3 separate regions of the Hordeum vulgare genome follow, and all the other regions are linked to region 2. The links are chromatin contacts, called in public Hi-C maps. All regions are on one chromosome and are shown on one strand. Each heading gives the region's core, a stretch centred on a gene start, on an enhancer-like site or on the middle of the called end of the contact. The rest is flanking DNA. Distances are from core to core; before and after follow the strand shown. Region 1 holds the start of LOC123444167 (AP2/ERF and B3 domain-containing protein Os01g0693400-like). Region 2 holds the start of LOC123444166 (serine/arginine-rich-splicing factor SR34-like). Region 3 has its middle 150 kb from the start of LOC123444167.

Region 1 (2,906 bases), core at 322-2,821, 280 kb after region 2:
TCGTGGAAGTTTCTTCTACCCATAGTCTTCCCATTTTCTAGACAAGCCTCCCTGTGACCAGCTATCCGAAACTTGGCAACAGTCACGCCATGCATTTCAGCTGTTTTACCGTGAAAACACACGCAGGGATGAAAGTCCCCGGTAGAGAAAAATAGCAACTGTACACACGTTGCATTTTAGTATTTTTATTTCTTCTCGTCTATATACAGTACTACTAGTATACATACTCATCTTCCCCCACACGGCTTAGCTACACACCATAGCTGTACACAAGTACTGCATCTGGAATGGAAATTCCCGAGCCGTGGCCGCGAGCGAGTGTCGCCGTTCCAAATCTGCAATTGCTCTACCGCTGTTCGGTAGCCCGCCCACTTGCGCGACGAGCTCGGCCGTATCGATCGCGCGGCAACAAATCTGACCAGATTTATCCATCGATCGGCCACAGCGCACCCAAGAAAACTCTAAAGCCCACTTGCCGGTCCGCAGCTTTTGCGTGCCGTGCGCCGACTTAACAGCCACTGTTGTCGTAGCAAAAAAACATTATCATCTTCCAGGCAGCGGCTGAATAGCTTGGCTACTAGTGGTTGTTCTCTCCATGAGATTAAACCGAGAGAGTGCGTGTGTGGTGTGTTATCTACAACGATCGCTGTGGTGCTCCCGGGCGAGCAAGCGCTGGACTTTTCTATCTGGAGACTGGTGGATCCGGATCGTGTCCTTGTCACGTATGGACGGACAATGGCATAGGTGTTTCTGGCTAGTTTCTTGTTTGTACCGTTCCCTTGCCCTTCCCCGGCTTGGCTAAGAATTTTCCCGTGGATGATGAGGTTGTAGATCGCCAGTCCAATCCAAAGACTTCCAGAAATAGGCTCCTCACTAGTCCATGTCACACTGCGACAAGCCAGCACACGGCATCTCCCCGTCTATCTATCTATCTATCTTTTTTTTTTTGGCTGTTATCTATCTATCTATCTGAAAACACGCATAAGCCCAATCCACTTGCGTAAGCAACAATAATTCCGCCACAAACTTGATCTGAAAAAGGGACAAATCCAAAGCAATATAGAAAGGAGAGGAGGGATGAGGCGTGACATGGCAAAACAGCTGCACCCACGGGGCGGCCAGCTCGCATCAGCCGCAACAAGAACCATCTTTTCCATCCCAAGGCCATGCTACGATCTATCTATCCATCTATCTACACGTCTATCTTCATCATCCAGCTACATAGCCCTTGAGCGGTTGAGCCAACCCACGAGCAGAGTGACCCACACCCACACCAGCCCATCGGCGAGCCACGCTCTGACCACGTATCTATGTCTCGATCGACCCTTGAGCCCACGGGGGGTGACGTCAATGCAAAGTCCAACACAGCACCGGCCATTTTTTTATGGTTTGCGCTCACCGGAAAGCGAGGGGAAAAAATTGAAACAGCAGAAGAAAATATAGGTAGCAAACCACGAGCCACGCGGAGCGTGGTATGGGTGGGGTGTGGGCAGTGTGGCACCGTACCACCCATGCCATACACGACACCCACCCTGCCGCCGGGATCCTATATATCCCACCACATCGCCTCCCTCAGCGACCAACAGAAGACACAGCAGCCATACTCCCTCCCGTAGCTACTCCTACCAGTGTGCCGCTACTGACATGGACAGCACGAGCTGCCTCGCGGACGACGCCACCACCAGCAGCGGCGGCGGCGGCGCCTCCACGGACAAGCTCAAGGCTTTGGCCGCCGCGGCGGCCGCCGCGGCGCCGATCGAGCGCGTGGGCAGCGGCGCCAGCGCGGTGCTCGACGCGGCCGAGCCGGGCTCCGAGGCCGACTCCGGCGGCGGCCGTGCGGGGAAGCTGCCGTCGTCCAGGTACAAGGGCGTGGTGCCGCAGCCCAACGGGCGGTGGGGCGCGCAGATCTACGAGCGGCACCAGCGCGTGTGGCTTGGCACGTTCCCCGGGGAGGCCGACGCCGCGCGCGCCTACGACGTCGCCGCGCAGCGCTTCCGCGGCCGCGACGCCGTTACCAACTTCCGCCCGCTCGCGGACGCCGACCCCGACGCCGCCGCCGAGCTCCGCTTCCTCGCCGCGCGCTCCAAGGCCGAGGTCGTCGACATGCTCCGCAAGCACACCTACTTCGACGAGCTCGCCCAGAGCAAGCGCGCCTTCGCCGCGTCGGCCGCGCTCTCCGCGCCCACCACCTCGGGCGACGCCGGCGGCAGCGCCTCGCCGCCCTCCCCGGCCGCCGTGCGCGAGCACCTCTTCGACAAGACCGTCACGCCCAGCGACGTCGGCAAGCTGAACAGGCTGGTGATACCGAAGCAGAACGCCGAGAAGCACTTCCCGCTGCAGCTCCCGGCCGGCGGCGGCGAGAGCAAGGGCCTGCTCCTCAACTTCGAGGACGATGCGGGCAAGGTGTGGCGGTTCCGCTACTCGTACTGGAACAGCAGCCAGAGCTACGTCCTCACCAAGGGCTGGAGCCGCTTCGTGAAGGAGAAGGGCCTCGGCGCCGGAGACGTCGTCGGGTTCTACCGCTCCGCCGCCGGGAGGACCGGCGAAGACAGCAAGTTCTTCATTGACTGCAGGCTGCGGCCGAACACCAACACCGCCGCCGAAGCAGACCCCGTGGACCAGTCGTCGGCGCCCGTGCAGAAGGCCGTGAGACTCTTCGGCGTCGATCTTCTCGCGGCGCCGGAGCAGGGCATGCCGGGCGGGTGCAAGAGGGCCAGAGACTTGGTGAAGCCGCCGCCTCCGAAAGTGGCGTTCAAGAAGCAATGCATAGAGCTGGCGCTAGCGTAGAGTTGTTACTATTAGCTTGATCTCTCTCTCTCCAGCTAGGCGGCGGTTTTGGCTCGCATAATTCAGGTGGTAGAGCTAGCCTAATTAGTCCCTTGTTCTTATCAACTTGGTTTGTTTAT
Region 2 (3,186 bases), core at 213-2,712:
TGAATAATTTGTGTACATGTCGTGAAATGAAATGAAGTGCACCTGTTATGTTATAAAGATTACATAATTCAAATGATAACGATTACATAGTTCAAATCATAAAGATTTTATAGTTCAAATAATAAAGATTACATAGTTCAAATGATAAGGATTACATAGTTCAAATGATAAATATTACATAACAGGCTGATGGATACATGTCATTGTAGTTTCAAATGACAAAGATTACATAGGCTCATTGGCGTTAGGTCGAGGATTGCAGCAAATGACATCATATTTTTCTTTGACCCATGCCCAACGAGAAGCTTGCTTCGGAAGTGGCGAAAAAGGTTGCCTCACTAACCAATCAATGACTTGACCATGATTGTGAATGTTAAACTGCTGATGTTCTTACCTTGTTGCACATAATGCAACTTCCATTGCAAGATCACGCCGACAATCTTTTTCCTTCTTCTTCAACTTCTTGATCTCGCTCTCTTTTTTGTCGATTATTCTTTTGGCAACGTCTTTATAAAAACAGTAGTTTGAAAAGGCTCTACACGCCGCATTCAACGCATCATCGACTGCCACCCAGTAGGTTATTTTTTCCTCAATAAATTTACGTTCACGCTTCGTCGCCGCCTCAACGTAAATGAACGGTCTCATCTTGTATTTCAGAAAATGACTACTCAATACACACTAAATTTAGCTAGGGTTTTTCTAAGATGTAAAAAATGTAAGATGTACAAAATGTATCATAATAAGGAGGTTTAACAAAAAAAAAATGGATGAATCGGAGGGGAATACTACAAGGAGCAAAGTTTATGGACAGATTTATGTTAGGAAATCACCTTCTTGCTCGGATTCAACAGGGGTCTTGAGGGGAAGGAGATAGGAGGAGAGCAGAAATGAAGCAGCAACCTCGGAGTGGATGGTAGGGGAAAGTGAGTGTGGTGGGACCCACACCAACAGTCCACCACATAGTCTAGTTGGGTTCAGCACCCAGACGTCAGAGTCCCTGGAGTCTGGTCATATGTGGTCAGGACCAGACGCCAGGGTCCGTGGCGTCTCGGTGCGCACAATAAAAACCAGTAGGTTTGCACTAAATTGGACATATGAGACGCCAGACCCTGGTTACAACAGACACAAGTAGGTTTGCACTAAATTGGATTTATGAGACGCCAAGGACCCTCGCGTCTGGTCCTGGGGCAGACGTCAGGGACCCTGGTGTCTGGCCCCTTTGCCACGTCATCTGGTCAACGGCAGAGCTGACCGACTGAGCCCAGCCAGACGTCAGGGTCCCTAGCGTCTCTAATGCAACCCAGAAGTCTTGACGTCACGGAAAGAGATCAGTTTTGTTAATTTTTTCAAACGTGGGTCGAAACTGCATTTTGTTTGTTGTAACACAAAATTTGACCGTACTTTTGGCCTAGTGAGCTTTCCACGCGGCGTCGCCTGCGGAGTCCCGAAGCTTCTCGACCCGCCGCCCCCACCTCTCTGCCCCGCAGGTACTTCAGCCGAAAACCTCGGAACATTTATCCATCTTGATTTCTTCGATCGCCTCCAGCCAGTTGGGTTCTCCGCCAGTCTCTCCCGTCTCCGCCGCGCTTGGCCCCGCCCGAATCCATCGGTAACTTTTCTCGTTGTTCCACAGGTGGTGGGCTGGTGGCAAGGTTCGTCCTCCTTCCACTTTCTTTTGTTTTGTGCCGCAAGCACGGATAGATTTTACCCCTTTCGTGAATCGCGATGCGGGGCTGATTGTATCCAGCGTTTCTGTTCCGGACTCCCATCTACGCGACAGATACCGTGAAATCTTATTCTCGACCAGAGAAAACCTTGGTAGTGCGTGGTTGCGTGCCACCGAAGATTGGATAATTTTCCTCCTAGTAATGACCATTGAGATCTGTTTAGGGTTCATGCTCATGTAAGATTTGGTTTAGGTTGTAAGGTGTTCTGGACAACTGTCCAGAGTCTGTTGAACAATTGCGAAGTTTTCACCACTAATTCCTACATAGTGAGAAGATAGACGACGGAAGCTAAGGCCCCAATCTGATAGCTGTATTAGCTATTCTGTAGTTAAATCGAGAAGATATGGTACACATATACTCCATCTGTTCACAAATACTCCCTCCGTTCCAAAAATAAGTGTCGTGGTTTTAGTTGTTTTTGGAACAGAGGTAGTATAATAAGATGTTCTAAAAAAAATCTGAATCGGATGTATATGGAATTATAGACATGTTCTGGTGTGTTTGTTCAGTCATTTCAGTCTGTGTAATCCATATTGAAATATCCAAAACATCTTATATCTGTGAACAAATGGAGTAATATAGTAGACATACAAGAATATGAAATCTGTCTTCCTGCTCTTCTTTCCTGCTGATGACTTGTGGCGGCAATTTTATTTTCTTATGTTGCCTTGTGACCTCCTTCCATGAGGAGGCCACGGATTCAATTCTTGGAAACAACCTCTTGCAGAAATGTAGGGAAAGATTGTGTACAATAGACTCAAAGTGGTCGGACCCTTCCCCGGACCCTGTGCAAGCGGAACTACGTGCACCGGATTGCTATACCATTTTGTGCTTCTAATGTTTATCTGCACCATTCGAGCTAGTATGTTTTGCATAAAAAATTAGAAGTGTGCTGCACCTTTTCATCTAAAAATTCATTTAGGCTTTATGACCTTTATTTTCTTCACTGCAGAAACAATGGGCAGGCGCAACAGCTGCACCATTTATGTCGGCAATCTCCCTGGGGACATTCGTGAGAGGGAGGTTGAGGATCTCTTTTACAAGGTAAATATTCAATTGTGTAATGATTCTTGCAATAACTTTCATTGTGGCTTTGGCAATTATGTACTCCCTCTGTTCGTTTTTATAAGACGTTTTATACAGCTTGTTTTGAACTGTTTTAGACACTGTCTGAACCATCTCAAACGTCTTATAAAAGTAGACAGAGGGAGTAAGATAATTGACTATAGCGCAAACTGATGAAGTTCCTGGCCATGTTTTCAGTGTAAGTTGTACATAGTAAGGAAACTAGTATGGTACAGGTTGCAGCTCATGTACATGTCATTGTAAGGAATTAAAATGGATCTATTCATGCCTTAAATTTATGTATCATTATGCAGTATGGCCGTATTGTCGATATTGACTTGAAGATTCCTCCAAGGCCTCCTGGTTATGCTTTTGTCGAGGTCAGTATTCTGTC
Region 3 (2,987 bases), core at 79-2,578, 430 kb after region 2:
TAGGGAGTAGGTTTTCAAACAAGATTGCATATATATCTTCTATTCTTAAATAGTTGTTACCCACTACTTATATCATCAAGTTATGCATTTAGTCATAAGTATTCATTATCTATTTTTTTCCTTCTCATGCGACCTTGTCACATCATCAAGGCATGCATTTAGTCATAAGTATTTATTTTTCTTCATGTAACCATGTCACATCATCAAGTCATGCATGTGTTCATAAGTTATAGTATGTGCATTAATCTACATATTGTTTCACTAATTTTCTTAAGACATAAGAGGTATATACTTTAGAGCAAATATATGTATATCATGTTACACTTTTTTACGCATCTTTTGTCAGATGCTTTATATGAGTTATCGTTCTTACAATGTAAAACGAGAGCAATCTTAATATTTTTTAGCAATAATTTTTATTTTTCAACACCTATTTATACATTTGTTTATTATACTTTTTACAGCAACGCACGAGTCATCATCTAGTATGTATTTGTTGCGGGGAAATTGTGAACGCATGCTCACTGTTTGCACCGACGCTCCCGCCCATCTGCTCGATTGCGTGTTGCCGAGTGTGGGTCATCGGTCTGGTTGGGTATTTGACCATGTGAGAGGCTGGGGTGGAGTCGCATGCAGACGTGTGTCACAGGCTTTTGTGAGAGGACGGAAGTGCCTGCCTACGCTAGAAAACCGGGGAAGGATGCCGTTCCTCGGTTGCCACGACGCTTGGACACAAACACTGAAGATGCGACCGTCACGGGGCATGGCCTCATGATTCACTGCTCGGCGTCGGCGCTCGCGTTCGACGTTTGGTTGAGCTACGGCGGGCTCGCATCGCAGCAGCAGGATTCCTGTGGCTCAGCGAAAATACAAATATTTATTTACAACTACTCCATGGTTGAAACTGGGATGCGGCTTTTGTTGCAATCCAAGCTCAGGAAGAACCGGGAATGTGAAAACGGCCAGGCAGGCTTTACCTCGCCCCCTGTCCCCACCGCCCCTTCCGGGAAGTTTCCCGCCGAGGACACGCGCGCGTGAGGCCAATGCGAAAGCAGCGCCGACGTGCTGGTTCATCTTCATCGCCACAGCGGCATGCACCGCACATGCAAGTGCTGTGTCGTGTGCCTTGGAGTGGAGGACACACCGTCTCACACACGCAGTAGGAGGGCCGAAGGCACAACCTCAAACCCAGCCACCCAGGTGGAGTACAAAAATCCAGAGCGGCGAGCTTGACTTTTATGACCACGGAGCAGAGAGCCAAGGAAGGAGACGCACCTCACGCACGGGGCTCTCTGCCCCTCCCGCACGTTAAATCATCCGTCAAGTCTCTCTGGCAAGTGGCAACGCGCTGGGCTCTGCCGACGGTGTGCAAGCGCGTAGTGGTCACATGCGGTGTAGTCGGTACGTACTAGTAGTAGTAGTACGTTGCCGTGTTGCTCCCTCCTCGACCGTGGACTCGTGATCGATCGATCGATCTGCATGGGAGACGCGCAAGTGCTTCTTCTTTACTATGCCCTTGTTTGATTTCAAATAAGTCATCAACTTATAAGTTGAAAAATACAAAAAGTGATTTATTTTATCAAACAAACCTAACTTATAAGTCATAAGTTGCTTCACCCAAACTTAAAACTTATAAGTCATTCACTTTTACATAAAAAAATGACTTATAAGTCAGATGACAACCAAACAGACGTGACTTCACTGGTTATAAATCACCTGACTTATTGAAACCAAACAGGGCTATAGCCGGTTTAGTTAATACGTACATGCGCCCTTGTTTGCAGTCTCTGCAAGCTGCAATGCATGGCGCGACAACCCTGCGCTTCTGCAAATGTTCATTGATAAGAGAGACCGGAGGGATGACCGTGGCTCGGATCTCGGCGTCTGTGAGGTCGTTTTCTTTTTCCCTTGGTCTTCCCCGGCAGCATGGGTGTTTCGCACTTGGATACAAGAAAACAGGTTCGGAACTGAAAACCTAAAATTTATGAACCGATTTTATTGTCCGGGGTGGTTACACAATTGGTCCTGAAAACGCAGTCGAATTCCAAGTGACACAGTGGCCATCGCTCACGTTCCCTATTGCAGCTTAGTCCCTACCTTTGTCCAAAGTTGAAAGTGCCGATCGACGCCTGCCTTAACAGAAGGACGAGAAGCCGTCCGTGTACACGGCCTGTTAAAAAGGTGCCAAGAGGAGGAGGAGGAGTTATTATGATGATGACACGGTCATCATCCATCCATTCCTCCTGCTACACGTGATGTTCCCGGTGGGCACCCCCTTGGTGCCTGGGTATAAAGTACAGGCAGCCCTTTCCATATCGTCATCAAATGTATCACACGCGCTACCGAAGGATAAGAGGTAATAACACTAGTAGTGCCTAAACTTGCCATCGATGATCATTTTGGTGCTTGAACTTAAAAAATACATCAAACTGATTCTATAACTTGGTTGTATGGTTCAAATACGGTTCAAATCACGTCCAGATACGTATGTACTGTTAACTAGGCATGCCAGCATGACGTGGGGCCATTTGTAGTGACGGACAGACAAACATCATAATTGTACGACTAAATGACCATCAGGTCTCACCTGTGAGTGAACAACTAAAATTAATAAAAAATAAAGATATCTTGGTATTCGAACAAATGACATGTATGCTATCAATGACCCGGCCTAACCACATGACCAAGGTAATTTTATTGTATACTACATACCGCTTCTGTTTATTTAACTAACTCCACCGTGGAGTTAAATGAGTTGCAATGAGTGTCACCCATTTTCCACATGTTAGTTATTTTTCTTCCTTAAAAATTACAAAAGCATTCAAACTATAATTACAATATTAAGAAAACATTAAATTTAATTTAAAAAATAATGAATTTAAATAATAATAATAATAAATTAATAAAATGTTGTCGGAATTTTTAGAAGGATTTTGATATATAATAAAATAATTTTACAATTTCCAAAAGTTCATACATTTTAAAAT

The links. Hi-C and Micro-C count contacts between places; a contact is called where the count stands out from the background.
Region 1: a Hi-C map of leaf shows a contact between it and region 2, with 3 times the contacts expected there. The contact joins the promoter of LOC123444167 here to the promoter of LOC123444166 in region 2. A contact is called at or near these places in 2 of 6 Hi-C or Micro-C datasets (leaf and seedling) and 1 of 1 datasets of contacts at active chromatin or transcription factors (embryo).
Region 3: a Hi-C map of seedling shows a contact between it and region 2, with 4 times the contacts expected there. The contact joins the enhancer-like site here to the promoter of LOC123444166 in region 2. A contact is called at or near these places in 3 of 6 Hi-C or Micro-C datasets (leaf and seedling) and 1 of 1 datasets of contacts at active chromatin or transcription factors (embryo).

Annotation. Positions count from the first base shown.
Region 1 is chr3H:444,712,636-444,715,541 of MorexV3_pseudomolecules_assembly, forward strand. It overlaps LOC123444167 (AP2/ERF and B3 domain-containing protein Os01g0693400-like), which reads left to right and starts at 1,572. Exons shown (of 1, transcript XM_045120804.1): 1 at 1,572-2,906. The coding sequence starts at 1,645. The coding sequence ends at 2,787.
Region 2 is chr3H:444,428,232-444,431,417 of MorexV3_pseudomolecules_assembly, forward strand. LOC123444166 (serine/arginine-rich-splicing factor SR34-like) reads left to right here and starts at 1,463. Exons shown (of 14, transcript XM_045120802.1): 1 at 1,463-1,487; 2 at 2,680-2,771; 3 at 3,107-3,172. The coding sequence starts at 2,685.
Region 3 is chr3H:444,858,078-444,861,064 of MorexV3_pseudomolecules_assembly, forward strand. No RefSeq gene overlaps it. Among protein-coding and RNA genes, the nearest start is that of LOC123444167, 150 kb to the left of the region's middle. Within about 2 kb of position 1,329, at least 2 of the 3 cell types and tissues checked have open chromatin away from gene starts, as enhancers often do. A contact at or near this core is called in seedling, where this site is marked.